Regions from separate parts of the Gossypium hirsutum genome. Here regions 2 and 3 are each linked to region 1. A link is a contact called in public Hi-C data. All regions are on one chromosome and are shown on one strand. Each heading gives the region's core, a stretch centred on a gene start, on an enhancer-like site or on the middle of the called end of the contact. The rest is flanking DNA. Distances are from core to core; before and after follow the strand shown. Region 1 holds the start of LOC107948147 (ribosomal RNA small subunit methyltransferase nep-1). Region 2 holds the start of LOC107945903 (cytochrome P450 78A9). Region 3 holds the start of LOC107945907 (serine/arginine-rich splicing factor RS31).

The links. A called contact is a pair of places that touch in the nucleus more often than the background predicts.
Region 2: a contact with region 1 is called in a Hi-C map of leaf, with 2.0 times the contacts expected there. The contact joins the promoter of LOC107945903 here to the promoter of LOC107948147 in region 1. A contact is called at or near these places in 8 of 34 Hi-C or Micro-C datasets (callus, hypocotyl and leaf).
Region 3: a Hi-C map of leaf shows a contact between it and region 1, with 4 times the contacts expected there. The contact joins the promoter of LOC107945907 here to the promoter of LOC107948147 in region 1. A contact is called at or near these places in 13 of 34 Hi-C or Micro-C datasets (callus, hypocotyl, leaf and 1 more).

Annotation. Positions count from the first base shown.
Region 1 is chrD12:41,600,709-41,604,960 of Gossypium_hirsutum_v2.1, forward strand. It overlaps LOC107948147 (ribosomal RNA small subunit methyltransferase nep-1), which reads right to left and starts at 1,387. Exons shown (of 8, transcript XM_016882616.2): 1 at 980-1,387; 2 at 141-464. The coding sequence starts at 440. It also overlaps the pseudogene LOC107942876.
Region 2 is chrD12:41,471,618-41,476,193 of Gossypium_hirsutum_v2.1, forward strand. LOC107945903 (cytochrome P450 78A9) reads left to right here and starts at 1,917. Exons shown (of 2, transcript XM_016880053.2): 1 at 1,917-3,004; 2 at 3,085-4,032. The coding sequence starts at 2,027. The coding sequence ends at 3,708.
Region 3 is chrD12:41,423,949-41,428,305 of Gossypium_hirsutum_v2.1, forward strand. LOC107945907 (serine/arginine-rich splicing factor RS31) reads right to left here and starts at 2,110. Exons shown (of 6, transcript XM_016880057.2): 1 at 2,015-2,110; 2 at 1,707-1,858; 3 at 561-673; 4 at 246-475; 5 at 1-158. The coding sequence starts at 1,812. It overlaps LOC107945904 (pentatricopeptide repeat-containing protein At5g08510), which reads right to left. Exons shown (of 2, transcript XM_016880054.2): 2 at 3,990-4,357. The coding sequence ends at 4,028.

The DNA of each region.
Region 1 (4,252 bases), core at 137-2,636:
CAATTTACAACCAACAAGATAAATTACAGTTGAAAACCAAACTTCTTTAATGAAAATTATCAATTAAAAACTACAAAAACTCATACTCGTAAACGATAACAGAAGCAGTAAGCACATTACGAAGTCCAAGTTCCATATACCTTTCCAACTTTAGCAACTTCCAATGAAGCCTTCTCAAGAACAAAAATTACCCCATTTTTGTTATTCTTTTTATCAGAGGGGGCAATTGGGATTCCCTCAAGTTCATCTGTTCCAGCTTCACCTCCTTCCTCTTCTTCTTTACCTTCGACTTCCTCTGTTGGCTTTTCAATAGCAGCTTGTTTTGCTGGTTCTCTCTCTTCTTCTTCTACTACTTGTTCTTCATGTTCTTGTTCTTCTTTATCATACTTCTCGCCTCTATTCTTCCGTTTCTTCCCTTTAATAGCATACGGTCGTACCATTTTATCGGCTTGAAATATTTTATCCTTTAAATAAGAAGCAACATAGTAAAAGATAGCACTACATTAGATTAAGAAAATAATAAGCTTTTTTAGTGGAATTACTTTCATTGCTATTTTAAGAACCCAATGCCACATTAGATTAGGACAACAATTGAATTTAAAAAACAAATAGCACAACTCCTATTCAAAGTTAGCTACTCGAAATTCGGTTCAAGCTCTATGCTCGAGAAACAATCCATGCTTGATGAGTATCGTATACTAATTTTCCAATACTCAAACTCCAGTTTGAACTGGAAATTAAGCTTTTGCATATACAAGACAAAATTTATATCAATTAAATTTAATAAACAAAAAAAAAAACTCAAGAGGGTATAATGATCAGAGTTCACATAGTGGTGCGTAGCGGTGTGTTGGCCGCTTTTTCTTGCGGTGGCGGCGCCTTCCACCACCGCGAAAGACGTCAATAGCCGTGTGAACAAATAAAACAAAGCAGAAAAGAATGGGAAAAAATCATAAAAGAGAAGTCACGAACAACTTACAGTGGGCGGCGGCGAAGAGGGCGTAAACCGATCGACGGACGGGGGAGGCGTTCAAGGACGGCGATGGGTTCTGTTTAAGCGACGGCTGTGAGAAAAAGAGTGAATTAGGTAGAAGAAGAGAACCCTAGAAGGTTTCTGACTTTAGTTTTAATTTGTTCAAAATTTTATTTTGGTTAAATGTCTTATTAGTCCCTGTTTTTATACAGAAGTTGAGATTTAGCTCCTATATTTAAAAAGTTAAAACTCAATCTTAATTTTTTATTTAAAAATCCTAATCAAATTATCACCGCCATTGATTGTTTTCGCTAAAGTGTGCCAAAAAGAAACTTTAAGGATCAAAGTGAAAAAAGGTACACATTAGGGACTAAAGTGTACATTAAGCCATAAATTTAATATGATATAAACATACTCCCGTTCATTTCACGGGCTTTAGTCGGCTATAAAAACTAAAACTCTAGTGCGCCTCCCTCTTACTCTTCTCTTTGGCTGAGCAGGAGCTTGTGAACTCCATTTCTGTTTGGTTTGAAGGAAAAAGAGGTACTAAACTGAAACCTGTGAGCGTTCTTCCTGTTTTCAGTTCTGATTACTGTATTTTATTGTTAATTTCTAAGCCTCTACTACAAGTTGTCTTATTTTATTGAATATCATATCTCAGTTTATTTGTATACCTATTAACCTGTGTGGGTTTTTGTTGAGGGCTTTTATATTATTTTTCTAGAAAATTGAATCTGTTTGTGACTTTTCTTTTAAATTTGCTTAGGGTTTTTTTTCTTGAATCTAAGGAAAATAATCTCATGAACATATCTGTGTTTGATTTAATTGGCGGAAAACTAACTCTTAATCAGATGTCTATTAAGCAACGATTTCAAATTGTTGTTAAAGTCCTTTTCATTTAACCTAACTCGTCTTTGTTTTGCTGCAGGTCAATAGTAAAAATGGTTCAAAATAACTTCAAGAAAATCACTGTTGTACCAAATGGGAAGGACTTCATAGACATTATTCTCTCACGTACCCAACGGCAAACTCCAACTGTTGTCCACAAAGGGTATGCGATTTCCCGTCTCCGCCAGTTCTATATGCGTAAAGTTAAATACACCCAGCAGAATTTTCATGAGAAGCTTTCGACAATAATTGATGAGTTCCCTTGCCTTGATGATATCCAATCCATTTTATGGTGATCTTCTTCATGTTCTCTATAACAAGGATCACTACAAGCTTGCTCTTGGCCAGATAAATACTGCTAGGAATCTCATTAGCAAGATTGCTAAAGATTATGTCAAGCTATTAAAGTATGGTGACTTGCTATGTCGGTGCAAGTCGCTAAAGGTTGCTGCACTTGGTCGTATGTGTACTGTCATAAAGAGGATTGGTCCTAGTCTAGCCTACCTTGAGCAGATTAGGCAACATATGGCAAGGTTGCCATCTATTGATCCTAATACTCGAACCATGTTGATTTGTGGGTACCCTAATGTTGGTAAGAGTTCATTTATGAACAAAATCACGAGGGCTGATGTGGATGTCCAACCTTATGCTTTCACTACCAAGTCACTCTTTGTGGGTCATACAGATTACAAGTACCTTAGATATCAAGTAATTGATACACCTGGAATTTTGGACAGGCCATTTGAAGATCGAAATATTATTGAGATGTGCAGCATTACAGCATTGGCTCACCTACGAGCTGCAGTGTTGTTCTTTTTGGATATATCTGGGTCATGTGGGTACAGCATTTCCCAGCAAGCAGCTCTTTTTCACAGCATTAAATCTCTCTTTATGAACAAACCCTTGATCATTGTTTGCAATAAGACTGATTTGCAGCCATTGGATGGCATATCTGAGGCAGACAGGAAATTGGTCATGGAGATGAAAGGTGAAGCCATGAAGACTGTGATTGGTCAAAGGAGGTGAGCCTACAAATGAAGAAGGGGTGCTATTGATTATGAGCACTTTGACTGAGGATGGAGTGATTGCTGTGAAGAATGCAGCTTGTGAAAGGTTACTGAATCAGAGGGTAGAGTTGAAGATGAAATCGAAAAAAATAAATGACTGCCTTAATAGGTTTTGTGTTGCATTACCAAAGCCACGTGATCAAAAGGAACGGCCAGCTTGCATACCCCAGGCAGTTTTGGAAACTAAAGCCAAGCAAGCAGCAGAGAAAGAAAAGAGGAAAACTGAAAAGGATTTGGAGGATGAGAATGGTGGTGCTGGTGTGTATTCTGCTAGTTTGAGGAAGAACTATATATTGTCAAATGATGAATGGAAAGAGGACATAATGCCTGAAATTCTTGATGGTCACAATGTGTACGATTTCATCGACCCTGATATCTTGTTAAGGCTTGAAGAGTTGGAGCATGAAGAGGGTCTTTGACAAGAAGAGGAGGAAGGTGATGACTTTGAGATGGATGGCCAAGATTTATCCCCGGAAGAGCAAGAAGCACTGGCTGAGATCAGGAAAAAGAAGAGCTTGCTTATTCAACAGCATAGGATGAAGAAAAGCACTGCAGAAAGTCGGCCTGTTGTACCAAGAAAGTTTGACACGGATAGGAAGTTCACAACAGAGAGGATGGGCTGGCAGCTATCTTCTTTGGGGCTGGATCCCTCTCTTGCAATTAATCGTGCTCGTAGCAAGTCAAGAGGCCGGAAAAGGGAGCGATCAGTTGATAGGAGAGACGGTGATGATGGAGATGCTATGGATATAGATGACAACCAAGCAAGCAAAAAGTTACGTCTAAGGTCTACATCTCGGTCAAGGTCACGATCACGACCTCCTAGTGAAGTTGTACCGGGAGAGGGCTTGAAGGATTCTGCTCAGAAGGTAAAGACTATTAAATTGGCCAAGAAATCTGTGTTAAAGAGGAACAAGAATGCTCGGCGTGGAGAGGCTGATAGAGTTATTCCCACATTGAAACCAAAGCATCTGTTCTCTGGAAAACGTTCCATTGGAAAAACTCAAAGGCAATAAGAATTGTAAGTTATTCTTAGTTCTGTTGCTCTTCATTGAATGATGCGCCATCAACCATGCATTCTCTGTGCTTAGTCTTTGTCAATCCGGAGACATAAACTTGTGTAACTCTATCCTGTGGTTATTTGTTATAATGATAGTTTGAATGTGGATGAATATGAGAGATATAATTAGGACTTGATGTATGAATTTGTTTTCTATTTGTTTACCAGCTAAAGATGGTTTGTTTGATTTTGTTTTGCGGGGTATCAGATTATGTTGGGTAGAGAAGATTTTATTTGGTCGTTTGTTTGTTTTTTGGTTGGATTGTG
Region 2 (4,576 bases), core at 667-3,166, 130 kb before region 1:
TCAAAATTAGTCGCATAACAATAACATTCAAATTTCCAATGTGTTCAATTGACAACAAATAATAAAAAATAATCAATAATTTAAAATTTAAAATTTTCTCAACAAATCTATGTTTTATAAAAAAATTTATGAGTCCCTAGACTCTTCGTAAAATTAGAATTTAATTACCATATTTTTACTTTTAAGAATTTAATTTTTTTTAAATTTTAAAATTCAAGTTCAAATGTTAACAGTATTAATTTTATTTTTTTTAATTTTATTGACGTGACATTTTAAAATAAAAAATACTCACTTGAAAGTTATCTAACTAAAAAAATAATGTTGTAATGAACAAAACAATTTTAATAATATTAAGAGTTAAATCTAAAATTTTTAAAATTAAAAAAAGACAAACTTTTTTAACCCAAAACAATCCAAATCAACTTCTCTCAAAACATTTAACTAACAGATGCACGCAATGTAATAGAAAATACGTGTAATTCAGCTAATGGTTTGTTTACTCATTCAACTTTCGAAATTTATGTATTTTTATTTCTTAATATAAAAATTTTAAATGTGCTACCCACCCGACAACATACGTCCACGCGTGCACCTCGTCTCATTCTTTATAGTTTTTTAAACAAAATAATAATTATTTCAAGAATTTCCTAATTACCCATCCTCCCAAAATGAAAGGAAAAAGCTTTTTTCAAAAAATTATTATTATTTAAATAATAAAATAGTTTCTGTTATTAATTTGTACGAGGAAATACGCTCTTCCCTAACTAAATTTTGCTAATTATATTGGTGTGTCATGATCATGCTTAGAAAATAGTGTCCGTTCACACTCGAAATTAAGATTTAATTAAGCTTTCATAAACAAAGAGTGAAGTTCAATCCAACTTTCATGGACTGACTTAGACCTACATTGTGTGTCCCCCCACAATCATACCTCACCAGTTTAATTTAAAATTTGGTCATTATCAAATCCATCTTTTTTGAATTTAATTATATTCGAGTTTTTCATGTCTTAGTTGTAAAATTATTTTTCTAAATAGATATTTTGAAGTTTCATTGCATCACATATCTTTATACTATCACCTAAAATTTAAATTAATCTCTTAACTTAAACATTCTGATTGATTTTTCAAAAGTTGTATAACCGTTAGCTTGTGCGTTAAACCCCAACCCAATTTTGAAAAGAAGTATATTTAAATACGTAAGTCAAATTATAAATGCGTGCGATTACAACATGGCCGATTTGGATCTAGTATGTTATAAAAATAAAAAGAAATAGGCATCTTAACGTATATGGCATTGTTTTTTTAATTAAATCTCAATTGTTTATACGGTAGATATACACATATGTCATTTGAACCACATGTTTAAAATATGCTTTATATAAGTAAAAACACCATGGACGTACTCATATTAGAAGTCAAATTGCATTTTGCTCCCTCTATTCAAATTAGTCCTTGTAATTAGATCAAAGACCGAACCGATCCCTCTGTTAAAAATTTCATCTATTTCTATTGTTAAAAATTGGTCACTGTACATTAGAATGAGGTACACGAGGCACGCCACATGTAACCATCTGTTTATTCCGTTTGCTACGCCAATTTTTAATAGTAAAAATTGATGAAATTTTTAACAGAAATGATTTTTTTTCTCTTTGATTTAACATAAATAGACTAGTTTACTCATTTTTCAAGTAAAATAGGATAAAATATAATCTAAATCCTACTACAGAGCCTTCATGGTACTTTTACCACTTTATATGATATCCAAATTATCATTTAACTCATAAACTAAAAGCTATGTAGGCGAAAAAGACCTAATTATTACAATACCGATACGTTGGGTACTTATATTATAATTAACCCTACTTTCTAGTCACTACGGCGCCTATATAAATAGCATACACACGCATTCATTTTACGCCCCAAAATAAAAAACCCCCAGTTCTTTTTCAGTGTGCTCTTCTAGTCTCTTCCACTTTGTTTGAACAATTGCAGTACTTTTATAAGCTAAGCCACCCAACACCACCATGGGAAGTGACATAGAGAGTGTTTGGCTCTTTGCCCTCGCATCTAAATGCAAAGCTTTTTCTCAACAGAACACTGCATGGCCAATTTTGATCATAGCTTTAGCTTGGCTGGTTATGACCGTAGTGTATTGGGTTCACCCTGGTGGTCCAGCTTGGGGCAAATATAGGTTCAAAAAGTGTGCTATCACTATCACTAATAAGCCAATACCAGGACCAAGAGGGTTGCCTTTAATCGGTAGCATGAACATGATGGCTAGCTCTTTAGCTCATCATCGGATTGCTACCATAGCCGAAACATGTAAAGCCAAGAGACTTATGGCTTTTAGCCTCGGTGATACCCGTGTTATCGTTACGTGTAACCCGGAGGTGGCTAAAGAGATTCTTAATAGCTCTGTGTTTGCTGATCGGCCGGTGAAAGAATCGGCTTATAGGTTGATGTTTAACAGAGCAATTGGGTTTGCTCCTTATGGTGTCTATTGGCGAACACTGAGGAGAATTGCGGCTACTCACCTGTTTTGTCCTAAACAAATAAAGAATTCCGAAGAACAGAGACGGTTCATTGCTGATGAACTGGTGAACTTATTCGGTCGTCACGGCCATGAACGAAGCTTCATCGTACGGGAAGTGGTGAAACGTGCTTCGTTGAATAACATGATGGTGTCGATATTTGGTCGGAAATATAAGTTGGATTGTGATAACAATGAAGTTGATGAACTTAGAGGTTTGGTTGATGAAGGGTATGATTTGTTGGGGACATTGAATTGGTCTGATCATTTGCCATGGTTAGCACAATTTGATCCTCAAAATATCAGGGTTCGATGCTCGAACCTTGTACCTAAAGTTAGTGGCTTTGTCGGTCGAATTATAGCCCAACACCGAGCTCGAACTAACGAGGAAGCTTGTGACTTGGTCGACGTGTTGCTGTCTCTTCAAGGTGCCGATAAATTATCCGATTCCGACATGATCGCCGTTCTGTGGGTAAGCTATCGAATAGTGCAAGTTAATGGGATCATTTCAATTTTAGTCCCTTCTAATAATTATTCTTTTTTTTTTGGTAGGAAATGATATTCAGGGGAACTGATACAGTGGCAGTGTTGATTGAGTGGATATTGGCTAGGATTGTGGTTCACCCTGATGTACAAGCAAGGGTTCATGATGAGCTTGATAAGGTTGTTGGTAGATCAAGAGCCGTTGATGAGTCTGATGTGATGAACTTGATTTATCTAATGGCTGTGATCAAGGAGGTTCTAAGGTTACATCCACCTGGTCCGTTACTATCATGGGCTCGCTTAGCTATTACTGATACAACCGTTGATGGGTATCATGTGCCAAAAGGGACCATGGCAATGGTGAACATGTGGGCTATAGCAAGGGACCCACAAGAGTGGGCAGACCCGACTGTGTTTGTGCCCGATAGATTCGTGGCTAAAACGGGTAAGGTGGAGTTTTCCGTACTGGGTTCGGATCTTAGGTTGGCTCCATTCGGGTCGGGTAGGCGAACATGCCCCGGAAAGAACTTGGGGTTGACCACCGTCAGCTTTTGGGTGGCGACCCTTTTGCATGAGTTTGAATGGCTACCGTCGGATCAGAATTCCGTTGACTTATCAGAGGTTCTAAAACTATCTTGTGAAATGGCAAATGCTTTGAAGGTTAAAATTCGCCCTAGGCGTAAGTTAACCTAAGCCTATCACAATAAAGAAATGATCAGTGCAGTATCGGAGAAGAATGACATAAACAAAATTTATCTTTGCTTAACCGCTGTACTGTAAATACAAGTGATGGAAGTCTATAATACAAAGTTCCCATGCCTTAATCATTTCCACTAACGTGGTAAAAAAGATGCATGCATGAATGGATGTGGGAATAAGCTTTAATCGATTCTTGTTTTAGAAATAAAATTGATGTGTAAATATATAGTTCCACAATGTTAAAGCCATTATATAATTACTTGAAAGCACGTGCTAATAATACTAGATATGATGTTGAAATTCATCATAAATTTAAAAGTCAATTTATGCTACAATATATTTTAGGTCCAACCTCCCTTAAATATTCCCCATTAACAATTTAATTCACAAGTTTGTTTTATCAACATATTTCTTTTGTCTAATTACATTTTTTGTTTTTGTACTCTTTGAATTTTTACAATTTAATCCGTCTACTTTTAACTTTCTTTACTTCTCCCATATAACAACTATAATTGATTTATATTACATTTTAGGGTAGACTTTAATAATAGTCACTTAATTATTAGTGTGTTTTTATTTTGGTCACTTAACTCCATAAATTTTTCTTTTGGTCTAAATGCTTTGGAAAGAATACCATTTCTACTTCTTTCAACCATTTATTGGTTAATAAGTGACAACTCAACCCTCTATGAAATTGATAACATTTCTACCTCATCCCACTTTTTAGTATATTTTTAGCTCTTTATCAATAGTACGTTCGAACTAGGGACAAAACTAGTCGAAATTAAATTATAATTTTTACGATAAAAAATGCAATTCCACCATTTTGATAGACTTTATCTTTACATTTTTTAAAGGATTA
Region 3 (4,357 bases), core at 860-3,359, 180 kb before region 1:
GACTTTGTCGCCTATGGTACACAGGACTTCGGGACCTCCCATATGGACTATCTCCACGTCTATCGTAACCTCCTCTTTTAGGACTATCAGATCTGTTATCCCTCTCATCATCATCCCTTAAAGCATATTCAACAGACACGACTCTGTCTAGTAACTTGCTGTAAAGGCATATGTAGTACTTTAGGAGCAATGGCAATGACCACAAAGACGAGTAAAAAGGAAAAGGTATATTTAATTATTTCTACCTCCTTTGTGTAGCCTCGAGAGCTTTGGTAGCATCGTCTTGTGTTGCAAACTGAACAAACGCAAAGTTTCGCCTAATGCGAACATGAAGAACCTTCCCATATGGCTCAAAGTGCCTTAGAATATCTCGTTCCCTAGTACGGATTGGATCAAAGTTGATAACAAACAAGGTTTTGGTGGGTCTATGATTTGTCACTGACCTAGAACCATCAACACGTCGACCACGTTCACCCTGACAAATATTAAAAATCAGAAATTACCGCTTTCATTCCCGTTAAAACTCCAAACAAGCAACAGCAGAAAGAACAATAACACACCTTAGCCCACTCCACAGACAGTCGCCGTCGGTCATAACCAAAAGGAATATTATCAAGTTCACGAATAGCATCTTCAGCATCACGTTCATCCTCGTAATAAACAAAGGCAAATCCTGCAACATAAACTTATAATTAGTGGCAAAAGTGACAGGTTGTATAATCATCCTATACCTGCACAATTAGTGGTACATTAACTAAATCACAGAATTTCTTTATCCCTTCAAGAACTAAGAAAAATATACGAAACCTGCATACATGTGAAGGAAGGGGCTGATGCACATAAGGATGTAGAAGCGTTGCATGATGAACTTAAATCAAGATGGTGACATATTAAAGGTTAAAATTCCAAGTTATTCAGGTCTGAGACATCATTTGCAAAGCATGGTTGGCCATTCAGACAGCAGGAAGTTCAGAAATGGAAGAGCATGGCATGATAATTTGATAAGGTCCCCCACCAGCCAGTGAGGAAGTGTGAGAAGTAACATGATCGAGTGAAGAAAATGCAGGATGATGCCATCTGTGTGAGTGGCAGGAGAACAGGAAGGCATGAATATTTCCATTGCAATAGAAGTTTTTTTTGCAGAAAGATGGCGAGCCCCGATAGAAGCTCGTTTTCCGTTAGTATAAGTTCCTGCGTCAAAACAAAGACTTAAACCGGAGGTTTGCTCCAATAAAATTGAAAACCTGCTGTGATCACATTTACAGACCCCCTCTAGATGCTGACATGACATTCAATCCCAAAGCAAGGTAAGTGCATAACGCATCCTTGTGTAAGGATATATGCCGGATTCTTACTCGACAAATCGCTCCACCGGGTTTCATTATAAGAGAAACTCCACTGGAGCAACTCCATCATTTCCAAATAATACAGAACGGTTATGTATATACACGCATACATGTACAAGTATATACATAGTTAACATAAGAAGCAATGTAATAAATGTGTTATGATCAGCCAACTATCAACAAAATATATAAAGGCGACAATGAACCAAACCAAAAAAAGAAAGCATTTTAGATTCAGAAAGGCTTAAACCCAGTTAACCCACAATCTAAAATAAAAGCAATATTATATTCATTTAGCTAATAACATTAAAATCATAATCCCAAAAACAGGGTAACATTCATTGTTTTCATATATATTACCAGATTTCATATCAACCCGTTCGATCCTCCCGTATTTTGAAAACAAACGCTCCAGCTCTGATTGCCGAGTCTCGTACTCGAAGTTCCCCACAAACACAGGCCTCATTGTTTTTTTCACCAAAAGAATCGCACCTTTATCCTTTAACAGATACCTAAAGCAAGAATTAAGAGGGGGGGAGGGGGGGAAATCAAATTACCACTACTGTTTTGTCTTTAAAAACAGACCGTTGCGTTTTCTTTCGTTTTCTCAGGAACCAAACAGACAAGACAAGATAACGGGAAGGGGAAAAAAAGGGTATGGAGAGTACCTTGTGATGAAGCGATAAATGTCATTAAGCCCTAACCGAAAACCCTAAATAGAGAGAAAGCGTGTTTGGAATTTGTGGGTAATGAAAGGGACAAAGGAAATTAATAGTGTAAATTACACATATATGCCCTAAGGTTAAAATGTTTTACAAGTAAGTACATTTGGAATCTAATCTATTGTTTCTTTTAAATTTTAATTTTTACAATATGCAATTTCACCATTTGAATAGCTATATCTTTTTAATTTTTAAAGGATTAAATCAAATTTTTATCATTTTTAGGGAGACCAAAGTGTAGTTTTACTTTTACTTTTACTAATTTAAAATTTAAAAAAAATTAAAAAGCCTAAATGAAAATTTTTTCATTTTAGGGGGGCCGGGCCCTGCCAACCCCCTGACTACTCATTTACCATTGATGCTCTCGTAATAGGAGTCAGATTGTATTTTACCCCACTACTAAAAAAATTGACAAATCATTCCCTGTATGTTAGTTCAATGACCAAATTGGGTCCTTCTATTAAAAATACCATTCCCTTAGTATTAAAAACTGCTCTATGTACGTCAGCATGATGTACACGTGACACCTATGTATAACTGTTTAGTTATTTCGTTAGCTAACCCAATTTTTAACATAAGAAATGGATGAGATTTTTAATGGAAAAGATCGGTTTGCTCTTTGATCCAATCTATACAGATTAATTTGTTCATTTCTTGAGTAAAGAGGGGCAAAATGCAATCTAACTCCTAGTATAGTGGTTCCACGATACTTTTATCGCAATATGTCTTACTTTTTTATTTTAAAATATCACACTAGTAAATTTAAGAGAAATTTTAAGATGTTAACAATTGCTGTTGGAATTTTGAAATACAAAAATTAAAGGATTAGATTTATAATAATTAAAATAGATAGAATACATTTTAAATGTAAGAAAATATAGGGACTTTAAGCATATTTTAACCAAGCCCTAAAAAAAGGTAAATTTAGGGTTGACGTTTCCATGGTCAAGTTTCAATGGGCCTATGGAAGGCCTAAAAAGTAGGCTGGTTTTCAGGCCTATAAATAAAGAACCTATTGGGCCATAAGGAAATTACTTGGCCCATATAAATGCTTAACAAACTACCCTAAACAAAAGATTATTTATTTATTATTCGACATTTAATATATTAATTTTGATAAATTATTGAAAAATAATATAGTAATTAATCATTCTCTTTTATATGTTGCTTTTGTATTATTTCATGATGTTTTAATGATAATATTGAGTACAATTCTCTTGTTTGAAAATATAATCTGGTTAACCCGAATTTAAATTAATTCAATTTGATTTGATTATAAGAAGTAAACAACTTAAACTTCAAACTTGAAAATGATTCGAGTCAAAATAACCAAAATTCAGAATGAGCAAAATCTATAATATTTTGAACAATTAACCCGAACTCAAGCTCCAAACCGAAATTAAGCAACTTGAAATGATTGGGCCAAAATAACCCGACCAACTAACCTGAATGACATGAACTAAATCAAACATTAAATGATTCAAACCCGAAATTATACAAAAAAATAAAATAAAATTTAGAACCTAAATTTACCTAACACATATTGATCTGAATTGAAATCAGCCCAACCTACTCAATTCCACCTAGGCAATTGTGGAAGGTAAGATGGTACCCACCATCGGAGCGCTAAGTTATGGTAAATGCCGGTGCTGCTATGGATGTGGATGAGCAAGCCGCAGGCTTGGGAGTCATGGCTAGAGATGCAGACGGCATGGTGATGGGCGGTCGAGCGACAAGGGTGCTATTTAATTTCCGAGGCTCGTTCTTTTGCTCGATACTTTGACTATTTGGACTTTGCTTTTGTACCTAGATCGGCAAATAGATTGGCCAACCTAGATAGCAGAAACGAGGTTCGATTTGGCTTATATTACCCAGCCAGCCTACATGACTTTGTAATTGCGGACGCATCTTTATTGTTCGATTAATGGAATAACCCTTTGTGGCCTTTTACTGTATAGTTCAAACTGTAAGCTCGGACCGAAAGTCAATTAATTTGTTTTGTAGCTTCATCACTATCGAGATCCGATGTAAGGTTTCGTATATTTCATCACATCTCGGATGCGATTTATCCTCCACGAGAAACTTATGCATTTCACCTCCCTCTTCAATGAAGCTATATCCAGCTGCCTTTGTAATTTGGCCACCTTTCATCATCTTCCTTAGCTTTGCAACACCGTCCCACTGCCCCCTCGATGCATATATATTAGAAAGAATAACGCAGTTTCCTGCATTCCATGGTTCGAGCCGAAAGAGAGGCTGAGCCGCTTTTTCTGCGAGTTTGACATTTTT